2 separate regions of the Macaca mulatta genome follow, and region 2 is linked to region 1. A link is a contact called in public Hi-C data. All regions are on one chromosome and are shown on one strand. The core of a region is the stretch at or near the end of the contact, and the rest is flanking DNA. Distances in the headings are between cores, read along the strand shown.

Region 1 (7,064 bases), core at 2,635-5,134:
ATGCCTGTAGTGAGTTGAATTGCCTAATTCAACTAATTCACTAATGCCTGTAGTGAGATGCCTGTAGTGAATTGAATGGTGCCCCTCTCAGCCAAGATATAGCCATCCAGAACCTGTGAATGCGAACTTACTTGGAAAAAGTGTCTTTGCAGTTGTAATTTTTGAGATATTTTCATCTTTGATTTGAGATAAAATCATCTTTGATTAGGGTGACCCTAAATCCAAGTGTCCTCAGAAGATTAGGTTGAAGACTCAAAAGAGAGGTGATGTAGAGATGAAAACAGATTAGAGTGATGTGTCTACAAGGCAAGGAACACCAAGGATTTCCAGCAGCCACCAGAAGCTAGGAGATAGGCAGGGATCGGATTCTCCTTAGGGCCTCTAGAAGGAATCAACCCTGTCAACACCTTGATTTTGGACTTCTGGCCTCCACAACTGAGAGAATATATTTCTGTTGTTTTAAGCTACCTAGTTTGTAGTCATTGTTACATCAATGACACCCTAGAAACCAATACAGCCCCTGTGACACCCTCTCTCCTAACTGCCCCCACCTTCTGTGATAATGAACACACCCGGGCTGGGCCTTCCAAACTCTGGAAGCCCTGGTGGTTTGTGGTTTGAGATCTTAATAATCAGGCATATTTGGTGGGGGCTGGGCTGCCATGGAAGGGTTCAACATGACTCACCATGTACATTGTCTTAGTGATGATGGAGTTGTCTAGGAGTCCTTCAAAGAAGGGAAATGGCTTGTGTATGGCATAGGCGATCCCCAGCTTCTGGTGCATGAAGTGCTGAAAAAGAGCCTCTTCCATGGCTCTTGTCATGGTGAACATCCTATGGAAAGAGGCATGATAAAAAATAGAAGCAAAGGCCGGGCGCGATGGATCATGCCTGTAATCCCAGCACTTTGGGAGGCTGAGGTGGGCGGATCACCTGAGATCAAGAGATTGAGACCATCCTGGCCAATATGGTGAAGCCTGTCTCTACTAAAAATACAAAAATTAACTGGGAGTGGTGGCGTGGGCCTGTAGTCCCAGCTACTTGGGAGGCTGATGCAGGAGAATCGCTTGAACCCGGGAGGTGGAGGTTGCAGTGAGCCAAGATGGTGCCACTGCACTCTAGCCTGGGTGACAGAGCGAGACTCCATCAAAAAAAAAAAAAAAAAAGAAGCAAAGACCTTGAGGAATGCGGGGAGCTTCTCTCTGCATTAAATGGGCAGATCTAAAGGTAGGCATTCTGGTCCCAAAGGCATCCTTAGTACCTGCAAAGCAATGTCTGCCTAAAAGGCTCATGGGTATAGGAAACAATGACAATTCCCAGCAACAATGGAGGCTGAGAGTGACTGAAAATATAATGACAGAATCCCAAGGCGCTGCAGGTAAACATAAGGAAGATATTAAAAGTAGCTAATATTTATAGAGTGTTTCCTGTGTGCCAGACTTTGTTCTAAGGGTTTCATATGCAGTAACTTATCTGATCTTCATAAAACCCTTGTGAGATGGCTCCTATGGCCGCACCTGTTTATACTGTTGAGGACACTGAGACATAGAAAGGTTTAATAACTTGCCCCAGGGTTGCACAACTCGAGAGTGTAAGAGCTGGGAGCAAATCCCGATTCCAGGCTTAGAGTCCTAACTATGTGTTTCATGGCCACATTGATCTGGGTTAAACAAGATGACCCGGGCTGTAGCTGAAGCCATTAACTAGCAATGCTCATGCAACAGGGACCACCCTAAAATGGGTAGAGTCCGGCTGGAAACCTGATAATATTTAGAAACTTTAATAAACCACTCCCAATCTTCAACACAAATGGGCCAAGCATAAATAAAAGCATGAGGGCTGAGAAAGGCATACTTAGTAAAAGTGACTTAACTGACATGTTCAGTGCCACCATTTCATGTCTCAGACATGTGCCTTTTCCCATGACCATGCAGCATTTATTAAAGATTGGCCATTTATGGACCATGAGGAGATATCAATAAGTTCTAATGGGAAGAAAATTTATAAATGACATTCTTGACAAATTGTCAAGAAAAGGAAAAGCACTCACAAAACATTCAATCAACTTGAGGATTTTTAACAAACAGAACAAACGTGGATTCCATTTTTCCAACTTCATTTTGTGTTGAACAGAAAACTAAATTGTAATTAACAACTGTTTCCAGGGATTTAATCCCAGTGGCGGATTAAGCACCATAGTCTCTTTCTCCTCATTCCCCAATGTTTTTAACTTGGCAGAAAAAAGTACTCATGAAAAGAATAATCTGCAATAGCCCTGGAAAACAAGAAAAGATGCCACTGAGAATCTGTGGTCGGGAAGAAGTCTTAGAAGATAGAGAACAGATAGGAGAGAAATCTACTATCCACAATATGCCTAGGGGAAGGAGATAGTGCAAAGATCAGTGCAAAGTCAGAGAAAGTCAGAATAAACATATACTAAGAAGAGGAAGGGGTCTTGGGGGCTCCTTTTAGAACAATTCATTATACAGCAGCGCTCAGCACAGGAAGTCTGGAGCTTCCTCATTCTTCGTCTGTCATGAGTCCCAAAGATGAAAGGGAGGCACAGAGAGGTTAGTAAGTCACACAAGGTATTCAGTGGCAAAGCAGAGCTTGTCTGACTCTAAAATCCTGTTTCTCTCTATGCAAGACACTATATCTCATATATGACTGCTTAGATTTTTATTACGTAAAGAAATTTTGCAAATGAATAAGCAAAGACAAACATCCAACTAGAAAATAAAAAAGCAAAATACATGAACAGAGAGTGATAAAAGAATAAGCCAAATGTGCAATGAATATACGATAAGCATGTTAACTAGCTGGTAGAAAGTATAAATGAAGGCTAGGCATGGTAGCTCATGCCTGTAATCCCAGCATTTTGGGAGGTCGAGGTGGGAGGATCACCTGAGGTCAGGAGTTCGAGACCAGCCTGGCCAACATGGTGAAACCCTGTCTCTACTAAAAATACAAAAATTAGTTGGGCGTGGTGGTGCACACCTATAGTCCCAGCTACTCAGGAGGCTGAGGCAGAAGGTTGAACCCAGAAGGCAGAGGTTGCAGTGATCTGAGATGGTGCCATTGCACTCCAGCCTGGGCAACAGAGCGAGACTCCGTCTCAAAACAACAACAACAAACAAACAAAGCGTAAATGAAGACAATTTGATAACATATTTGTCTATCAAATTGGCCAAGATAGAAAATAATAGCAATAATCTCAGACACTGTGAGTGGGAAGGTCAACAGGTCCAAATGTTCTGGAGGCTGATTCAGTAATCAGTGTCCAATGCCCTGAAACATGGGCTCCTTTGAATTTCCACTTCTAATAATTTATTTCAAGGAAATAATCATGAGTGTGTTTAGAGAAAATATATAAAAAGTTCACGATACACTAGAGAGGAAATTAAATGTACTCTCATTTTTTCTTTTCCACCAGCTTCCCAAATACCTCTAGTCATTTACACAACGGATAACAGATGAGCTGCCTATTGCCGGCAGTGTAGGATGAGAGCTTAGGTGAGGGTAGAGGGCAAATCTCGGTTCCATTCACAGTAACAGGCTGGACTCTATGGCGAAAAAAAGAGGTGTCAGTGTTCCCTCCATGTGCCCCCTTTTAACAGTCTCCTAATAAGTACCACGTGCTTGAGCTCTGACAGAGCCTCCGAGTTTCAACAGGTGAACTCCACCCTGCAGCTGCTGCCGGAAAGTTAACTGCAGTCGCCTCTGCAGTCGCCAAGGGCGAAGAATAAAGCAGCAAACACAGAAACTCACCTGGACTTTGAGTTTGTCGTTCCTGCCCCTTTCCAGGAGCTGGGCCGGGGATCACTCTTCGAAGATTGGGAGAGTTACAGGGAGATGGTAGCAGGCAAAACAGGAAGTCCGTGCTTTGACAAACGCAGTAAGGGGCCGGGCTTCAGAGAAAAGAAAAGTGAAAGTTTTCAGAGTTTGCCAAGCAGGAAGCTGAAGGCAGGTCAGTGCCTGCAGCCTCTCTCCACCTCCTCATGGGCGCTTGTGAGGCTCCCGGGACGTCTCGGCAGTTGGGGTTTGGGGGCGGGCGTGCTGCCAGTTGGGATCAGCCCAGAGAGAGGCGTATGGGAGGAGGAGGCATAGGGGTCCCTCCCCAGCGGCAGTGGGAACGGGGAACTCAGCGTCCAACTGCTTCCCTACCCACATCTATTTTCCCATGACTTGTCCTCATTCTGTACATTTTAGGTTGATGAAAATGTTCTCAAATTGGATTGTGGTGATGTTTACGTAACTGAATAAATTCAGTGGAATTTATCCAGTGTGTTATCAAACTAACAGCACACACAAAAAAGAGAATGTGCCAGAAATGCCTAGAATTTGTCAGGATAAGATTATTACAAGAAATTGAAATGCAAGGGAACCTGCACATGAACTGGAATTGTGCAGAGGCAGGCAGACCTCCAGGCAGAAAAATGGCTGAGAGCTGGGCAGGTAGTTGGGAGCCTGGAGTCTGAAGCAGAGCTGGGGCCTGCTGATTCCAGAGCAGCAACTCAAGGGCTGGCAGGGACACCCCTTCTCATGCCCCCTTTAAAGATCCCTAATATACATTGACATGTGGGGCCTATGAAAAATCCTTAACTATTGGCCAGGCACAGTGGCTCATGCCTATAATCCCAGCACTTTAGGAGCCCAAGATGGGAGGATTGCTTGAGCCTAGGAGTTTGAGACCAGCCTGGGCAACATAGTGAGACCCCATCTCTATAAAAAATAAAAAAATAAAAAATTAACTGAGTGTGGTGGCATGTACCTTGTAGTCCTAGTTACTGAGGAGGCTGAGGCTGGAGGCTTGCTTGAGCCCAGGAGTTCAAGGCCACACAGAGCTATGATTGCACCACTGCACTATAGAAATCGATGTAACTTTGGGCCAGGCATGGTGGCTCACGCCTGTAATCCCAGCACTTTGGGAGGCTGAGGCGGGTGGATCACGAGGTCAGGAGTTTGAGACCATCCTGGCCAACATGGTGAAACCACATCTCTACTAAAAATACAAAAACTAGCTGGATGTGGTGGCGTGAGCCTGTAATCCCAGCTACTTGGGAGGCTGAGGTAGGAGAATCGCTTGAACCCAGGAGGTTGAGGTTGCAGTGAGCTGAGATCGCACCACTGCACTCCAGCCTGAGTGACACAGCAAGACTCCATCTCGGGAACAAAGAAAAGAAATCTATGTAAGTTTGATTAAATCAATAATTCTCAAATGTATAGGACCCCCAAGTTCCCCTACCAGGACACCCACAAACTCCTCAGATACAAGATGGCAGACATGGATCTAAAGTTGAAGAAGCTTTGAAACCAAGACTAACTGCACAAGAGCGAGCCCTTCTATGCAGGAACAAACACAGCATATCCCACCCAAGTATGTACAGAATAGCAGACCAGCTTTGCAGGTAATGGCTGTGGGTGAAACAGAGGCATGGAAGACACAGCCAGGAAAAATGCAATGCTGACAGCTGAGGAGAGGGTGCATTGATGCCTCAGCACGCAGTAACATACGGTGCTGTGATGCAGGGGATGGTGGTGGTAAAGGAATTAAGGAATTAAGGTTATTTTATGGAAATGTCACATGTCACTTACCCTCCACATCACTTGGATAGCCCCTTCATGGGCGTCTGAGGAGCCTGGCAGCAAGAACTTCTTCCTTTAGATCTCTTCAGAGATATACCAGGCAAATGCAAAACAAACAAACAAAAGTAAAACAGGAGTGGGAAAATAAAGTCAATGTCAAATCAGGCAAAAATTGTTACATGAAAAAAGACAGCTGTGAATGAGGATGAAAGATGTTTATTCTAAGCCATATATGCTTGGCTGGGCACAGTGACTCAGGCCTGTAGCTTAGCTAGCACTTTGGAAGCCTGAGGCAGGCAGATCACTTGAGGCCAGGAATTCAAGACCAGCCTTGCCAACATGGCAAAATCCCATCTCTACTAAAAACACAAAAAAATTAGCTGGGCGTGGTAGCACATGCCTGTAATACGAGCTACTCAGGAGGCTGAGGCATGAGAATCACTTGAATTCAGGAGCTGGAGGTTGCAGTGAGCTGAGACTGCACCACAGCAGTCTAGCCTGGGCAACAGAGTCAGACCCCGCCTCAAAAAAAAAAAACATGCTTGACAATATGGTAATAATGGGAAAACCTCACCTGTTAATTCACATGCTAGTGATTAAGTACTGAGAATCTATTAAAATTATATACAATTCTTTTTAGCTTCAGTTTATTGAGGTATAAAATTTATTCATTGTAATGTACATTTTACCAAATGTAAGTACTACACCAGTCAAGATGCAGACCATTTCTAGGCTGGGAGAGTCGCTTGCGCCTATAATCCCTGCATTTTGGGAGGTCGAGGCAGGAGGATCGCTTGAGCCCAGGTGTTTGAGACCAGCCTGGACAACAGAGCAAGTCCTCATCTCTATAAAAATACATTTTTAAAAATTAATTGGGCATGGTGGTACATAGCTGTGGTCCCCGCTACCAGGGAGACAGAAGTGGGAGAATTGCTTGAGCCCGGGAGGTCCAGTCTGGTGAGCAGTGAGAGAGTGAGATCCTGTCTCACAAAAAAAAAAAAAAAAAAAAAAAAAAAAAAGATACACACTATTTCTGTTACCCTAGAAAGTTCCCTGTGTTCTTTGCAGATAATCCCCTCCTTAAGGCCAGCACCAGGCAACCACTGATCTGCTTTCTGTCACCACAGATTAGTTTTGTGTGTATTAAGGTGTTTTTGTTTGTTTTGTTTTGTTTCAATGAAGGCACATGGAATGCACTTTTGGTGTATGACTTTCTTTTCCTCATCATCATGCTTTTGAGATTCATCCCTGCTGTTGTGGGTCAGTAATTTATTCTTCTTTAGCTGGTATGCTGGCCGCCAAGATCTTGCTCATCCTGTCTGATCAGCATGTTGTCACCAGTGTCATCAATCAGTCTGACATTCTTTTTTTTTTTTTTTTTTTTTTGAGACACAATCATGCTCTGTCATCAGGCTAGAGTGCTGTGGTGTGATCTTGGCTCACTGCAACCTCTGCCTTCCAGGTTCAAGCGATTCTCT
Region 2 (6,526 bases), core at 714-3,213, 110 kb after region 1:
CATTGCATGAAATCTCGTGTCTTCTAATTCACTCCATGCCACCTGCTTTTGCCATTTGCCCACTATTTTTGAATGCTTTCAACTGCTTAGCATCGAGTCACATCCCTGTGCCCCACAAGGACCACACCTGCAGGGCCTCAGGGTGCAGGGAGAAGTACAGAAGGCAGGACCACCTTGGGAGTCTAGATGGAATGAAGCTCACGGGAAGAGGACAGGGATCAGGAGGAGTGAAGGGCAGAGTCCCCCACCTCTGGCAGGGTGAACAGAGGGTGGGCGGTGCCCTGTTGGGGCTCATGAGCTGCCAAATGGCAAAATGATCTTAGAATCTAGTCCTTACATGAGTTCAACTTTATTTAGAAGCAACTATGGTGCTTCTACCACACATTTTGAAGTGTTTGGTGAGCTAGAATCCCGGTAAGAGGAGGATTTTCAGCTTCTGTTTCCACCCAGCCCTAAAGAGGCTGCAGCACTATACAAGGCTGAGAGAGGGGACGCTGGCCTGGCAGGGGCAGAGCCCGGAGGAGCATGGGGTGGCCGCATGGACGGGAACACAGGAAGATGACTGTGTTCATTGCGGTCACTGGCCCCTTGCTCGCTGTGCGTGCTCACGGTGTGTCCGTGGCAGGCCTTGCTGGCTGGGTGGCCTTCGGAAGGAGGCATGAGGTGGCGTCCATGGGCCACCAGGAGCCTGTGGTGCCCATCAGTTACCAGGGGACAGGGATCTGCGCATGTCCAGCTGTGGATACAACAGGGGATCAAACTGAAGGACTCTGCGTGATGATGTGGACTCAGGGGTGGCCCTGGGCCAGTCTGTTTCCTCCTGATGCTGCACAAGGACTGAGGGCTTCCTCGGGGTTTCTCATGAATGGTCCTCACCTTCAGAAGGTCGTTAGAGGGATTTCCTGTGTTATCCATTGCTAACCTTGTCTTTCTGACTCCCTACAATCTTTCACCCATAGCCTCTTCCTCCCCTATCAGGGTACCTCTTCCCATAAGCCCATTTTCCAAGGTTTCACTCCCTTCCAACAGCAGTAATTACATTTCCACCTCCAACAATCCCACTGGCATCAGAATCTAAATGGAAAATCTGGGCAGAGGTAGAATCCCCAGCAGGAGCCACCCTGCCTTTCCAAGTCTACATCATCTGGGTTCCAACCTCCATCCTCCTCCAGCGAGAAGCTTCTGTCCTCTCAAGATTCCAGTGAATTCTCCGAAGTTCAGATGCCTCTTCAGCCCTGGCTGTTCCAAGGTGGCCCCATAGTCAAGATTCCTTAAACCCTTGCACCTAAAAGGTTTGCCTTTCTTATCATGCTGGCTCCAGCCTCTGGTCCCAGGGGTGTGGACAGTTCTCTCTTACCTCTGGCTGATTTCCAGGAAGGCTAAGAACACTCTCCCCAGGTTACAATGCTGAGCATTTTGGTTCTCTCCAGCCCTGGGTCCCAATGTTGAGATCTACCTTAGTCCAGTTCAGGCTCTCCAATGGGCTTGAGAGAAGATTCAAAGTTTCTGGCTTTACCCTCCAACCCTCCAACCCCCACGGCCCCAGCCATCTCAGCAAGGGGAAGGGGCAAACATGGAGTCTCCCCACAGCTCCCATGTAAAACTGTGCCCCCTCTTAGAGGGCAGAGCTCCCAAGGACAATTTTGGTTCATGGACTTTTTTTTTTTTTTTTGCTGTCTATTGCACAAACAAGTGGACTTCCGGGAGCTGGCCCTGCTCGTTCCCTGGGCCCTCCTTCCCTGGTCCTGCAGGTCTTGCTGCTTGTCAGGCTTCTCCTCCAACCCTCTGCCACATTTCAGAAAAGCTGAGAACCCCTTGGAGTGAAAAAAGGGGGAAAACACAGTGCCTGTAGCTGAGCAGGAGATTAAAAAAATACTTTCACTTCTCTTTTCCCCATTTGGGCAGAAACCTGTGAGGATGAGTCAGTCTGTCGGCCGACTTCCTGTTCTGGGTCTGGGCAGCCACACTGCATGCAGGCTGGGCTGACGGGGGAGCTCATAAGCCAGGCTCTGAGACCCAGGCAGGGCCTAGGTTGGGAAGATGGCAGGTGGGGGCAGCGACCTGAGTACCAGGTGAGTCTTTCTCTCTCTTCCTTCAACCTTTATCTCTGGCAGTATTGGAGCTTTCATGCATTTCGTTCAGTTTCTGTCTAAAGCTTCACTTTAGTTTAGTCCTGCTTTGCAAGAACATAGGTAGGTAGTGTAATATAATGAAATAAAAGAGAACGTAATGAGGAAATCAGATTTTTACAAGTGCAGCAGGACAACTGTTTGTGTGAGTCCAGCTTGCCGTAACACAGATGACTTTTCTTGTTTTGAAACTACTGCTCCACTGGCTGGGACATTCTGAACAGTCGTTTCAGTCATTTGTGACAGAGAGTTATTATTTCCTCATGATCTCTGAACACTTTCACATCCCTCTGCCCTCTCTGCCTTCACATATGTCATGTCAAAGAAGGTAGTTTAGAAAATAGACACTCCAGGGTAAACAGCTGGCTTACTTTTAAACACTGGAAACTGTGGTTTCACCTGTCCTGGCAAGGGGCCTCAGTCAGCTTTGGGGCTATTTCCTTGACTGACTCAGGGTGTGAGTTCTGATACAATTGACCTAGATCCGAAGAAGGAAAAAGAAGAAAAAGGCCCAGGATGACAGAAACTAAATATTTTTTATTTTTACTTCAATTTCCTGTCCCAAGATGGGGGATGCCTCTGACCAGAAAAGACGTGGAAATCCTATCTTTTCTCTAGTAATGAGTTCATAAAAAACATTACTTAATCTTTTTTGTTTGTTTGTTTAGACAGGGTCTCACTCTGTCACCCAGGCTGGAGTGCAGTGGCATAATCCTGGCTCACTGCAACCCCTGCCTCCTGGGTTCAAGCAATTTTAATCTTTTAAATTTTTTAATGCAAAAGAAATACATTACATTCTTGCTCATAAAATTTCAAACAGTGGAGGAGTATGTAAAGGAAAAAATCTCCTTCACCACTTACCTCACCTTGTAGCTTCCTTTCACAGTCCTGTCGAAGAGTCTTGGGCATAGCTTTTCTTATATTTTTCGATGCATTTATGTGTATGAAGTATGTTTTTGCAAATACATAATTTGTGTTCTTGTTTTGTAACACATGGGATTACATTGCACATGTTATTCTGCATTTTGCATTTTTACTCATTTTAATGGTGGAAATCTTAGAGATCTTTCACCTTAATACATGCAGATCTATCTCATTCTTTTTACACATACTATTCCATAGAATTTACGTAGCATAATTTTTTAACCATTCTCCAATTGAAGGGCATTTATATTGTTTTAAATTGTTCACGTTTGTCAATAAGCTATAATAATGATTATATATTTCTTTTTTTTTTTTTTTTTGCACGTATACAAGTATCTATCTTGCGTCTAAAGCTTAAAAGGTGGAATTGTTGAAGCAAAGGGTGCTGTTGTTTACTTGTTTATAGATCCTGCCAAATTGTCTTTTTAGGAGGCTGAATGGAGTTGTTTCACGAGTAGCAAATGAGATGAACTATCTTCCTGCACACAGCCAAAGTTTGCAAAGGTGATAAAGAATTGCATTTTGTTTTAATTTGTATTTTCCTGGTAATGTGGAAAGCTGAACAGTTTTTCATGTTTCTTGGCCAATTAAATTTCCTCTTCTATCATTTTTTTTGTTTATTTTTTGCCGGTGTGATTCAGTTGAGGTGTTTGTCTTTTTTTCATGATATGGGAGAGTTCACTAAATAGTCTGCAAAGTATGAATATACTTTTCTTCTCCCTTACATTTGTATATGGTGACTTTTATCTTATTAACAGCTTAAAATTTCATGTATAAACATCTTATGACGTAGATTTTATGAGACAGATGCACCCTCATTATATATAGTGATACGGAGAGTTGCTGAGGCACTCTATGAGCAATGTCAGTTTTTAAAGTCTTTCTTGTATTAAGGTGGCAGATTCGATTCTGCCTTTGTTCCAGGAAAAGTTCCTTCTCTAAAATCTCTGATATTTTCTTTTTCAATTTTTAGGCAAAATTATTCTTACATTGGGGCAACTTCAGTCTTCACAGCTTTTATATTCCCCCTGGTGCTTTCATCTTTTCAGTTTTTTACTTTGAGTTCATAATAGTTGTCTCAGACTTTTCCTCCATGACAATTATCTAGTGATATGGTTTGGCTCTGTGTCCCCACCAAAATCTCATCTTGAATTGTAATCAGAATTGTAAATTCCAGGTGTTGAGAGAGGGACCTGGTGGGAGGTGATTGGATCATGGGGGCAGTTTCTCCCATGCTGTTCTCATGACAGTGAGTGAATTCTACAAGATCTGATGGTTTTGTAAATGATAGTTTCCCCTGTGCTCTCTCTCTCTTGCCGGCTTGTGAAGAACATACTTGCTTCTCCTTCACCTTCCACCATGATTTTGAGTTTCCTGAGGCCTCCCCAGTCATGTGGAACTGTGTGCCAATTAAACCTCTTTCCTTTATAAATTACCCAGTCTGTGGTATTCCTTTAGAGCAGTGTGAAAAAGGACTAAGCCATCTATATTTTAGTATATTTCTTGTTTCTTGTAATTTCCAACTTAAAAAAATTGATTGTGTTTATTTATGAGGAGGGATCTTAATTTGTTTCTATAGCTCTGCAAGCTCCCCTGTATTCCACATTTTGTTAATTTCTCATTCAATCTTCATGGTTTTGCTTTATTTAGGTTTTTGTGCACTGTTAAGAACTTTGGGATATTCTTATTAGCATCTTTGAGATATTCTTCCAGACTGATTCTATCTGATCTTGTGTTCCATGTGCCTGCTGTGGCTTTACAGCGCCTCTGGGCAGGCTTGACCAGAGCAGCTCACCCTAAATATTCCATTTGCTCAGTCATAACCTGGGAGAGTCACTTTTTAATTTTTTTTCAGGGTTCCTATTTTGTCTGAGACCAAATTGTTTTTGTCTGAGCTGCAGTTCGAAGACTCTGTTTTTATTCTTATCAATTTTTCTGATGACACCATTAATTATATTATCCTTTTCCCCACTTACTGTGAACCAAGTGGCCATAGAGGCAGGGTGTGTTTCTGTGTTCTCTTTTCTCTGCCCCCGGCCTGTGAGAGCCTCTCCTTATGCCAGTACCAACCACACTGCCATAGCGATGGAGGCTTCCCAGGAACTCTTGACATCTGACAGGGCAAAATCTCTTCCTCTTCCTCCAAAAGTCTTAAACTTTGGGTTCCCAAATTAGCCTGTCAAAATCTTGGCATTTTGTGTGGAATTGCACTGACTCTATAGATCAGTTCGAAGAGAGCCGACATATTTACAATATTATGGCTTCCGTTCTCATGAATATGCCTCAAGTATAAGATTAATTTAGAAATATTTTCTATTAAAATATATTTTTTCTCTTTGAATGTTTTGTACTTCTGCTAGATATTTGATATCTTTATGCCATTATTAACTATAGTAGTCCTCCTTTCTGCACGGTTTCACTTTCTGAGATTTCAGTTAGTCATAGTCGACCATGGTCCAAAAACATTAAATGGAAAATTCCAGAAATATCCAGAAATAAACAATTCATGAATTTTAAGTTACTTGCTGTTCTGAGTAGTGTGATGAAATCTCATGCTGTCCCTCTCCATCATGCCCAGAATGCAAACTATCCCTTTATCTAGCGTATCCACAATCCACAATGTGGACACCACCAGTCCATGAATCACTGAGTAGCCATCCTGGTAATTGGATCGGCTGTCATGGTATCACAGTGCTTGTGTTCAGAGAACTCTGATTTTAGTCAATAATGGCCCCAAAGCACATGAGGACTGATGCTGGCAATTCAGATATGCCAAAGAGAAGCCGTCAAGTGCTTCCTTTAAGTGAAAATGTGAAATTTCCTGAAAGAAAAAAAAATCACATGCTAAGGTTGCTAATATCTACAGTACAATATTTTGAGAGAGAGAAAGAGACCACATTTACATAAATTTTATTACAGTATATTGTTATAGTTCTACTTTATTATTAAATATTATTTTTAATCTCTTATTGTGCCTCATTTATGTATAGATGGGGGAAAACATAGTATATACAGAGTTTGGTACTATCTGCAGTTTCAGGCATCCACTGGGGATCTTGGAAGCATCCCCTGTGGATAAAAGGGAACGAGGGTACTAAATTCTCTCTTACGTATACATTTGTATAGGTGACCCATGTTCTAATCCATGGTTATATTTTTTATTCTTGTTTTAATACTGAACTGTTTTAGTTGCTATGATTTTCTAGGTAGTGTTCTATAACCTGTCTTGCTGGGATCCAACTGAGAGACACTAAATGAATAGATAAATTTAACAAGAATTTACATTTTTAAAAATTTCCAATGATCCTAGCTAGAAACACAGTATATCTCTCCACTTATTTATAATTTTTTGAACTTGGGTCCTTATTGGGTCACTTTAGTGCTAGGCATTTTAAAATTATATTTGTAATCAGGAACTCGTTTCCCTTTTACATTTTCTAGTTATTTCTTACGGGCACAGGGGAAATCTATTT

The links. Hi-C and Micro-C count contacts between places; a contact is called where the count stands out from the background.
Region 2: a Hi-C map of blood shows a contact between it and region 1, with 2.9 times the contacts expected there. The contact joins the promoter of SP140L here to the promoter of SP110 in region 1. A contact is called at or near these places in 4 of 14 Hi-C or Micro-C datasets (CD4 T cells, blood, cortical neurons and 1 more).

Annotation. Positions count from the first base shown.
Region 1 is chr12:135,487,260-135,494,323 of T2T-MMU8v2.0, forward strand. It overlaps SP110 (SP110 nuclear body protein), which reads right to left and starts at 3,885. Exons shown (of 13, transcript XM_077957804.1): 1 at 3,769-3,885; 2 at 687-834. The coding sequence starts at 833.
Region 2 is chr12:135,603,434-135,609,959 of T2T-MMU8v2.0, forward strand. SP140L (SP140 nuclear body protein like) reads left to right here and starts at 1,964. Exons shown (of 21, transcript XR_013402222.1): 1 at 1,964-2,072; 2 at 3,483-3,557.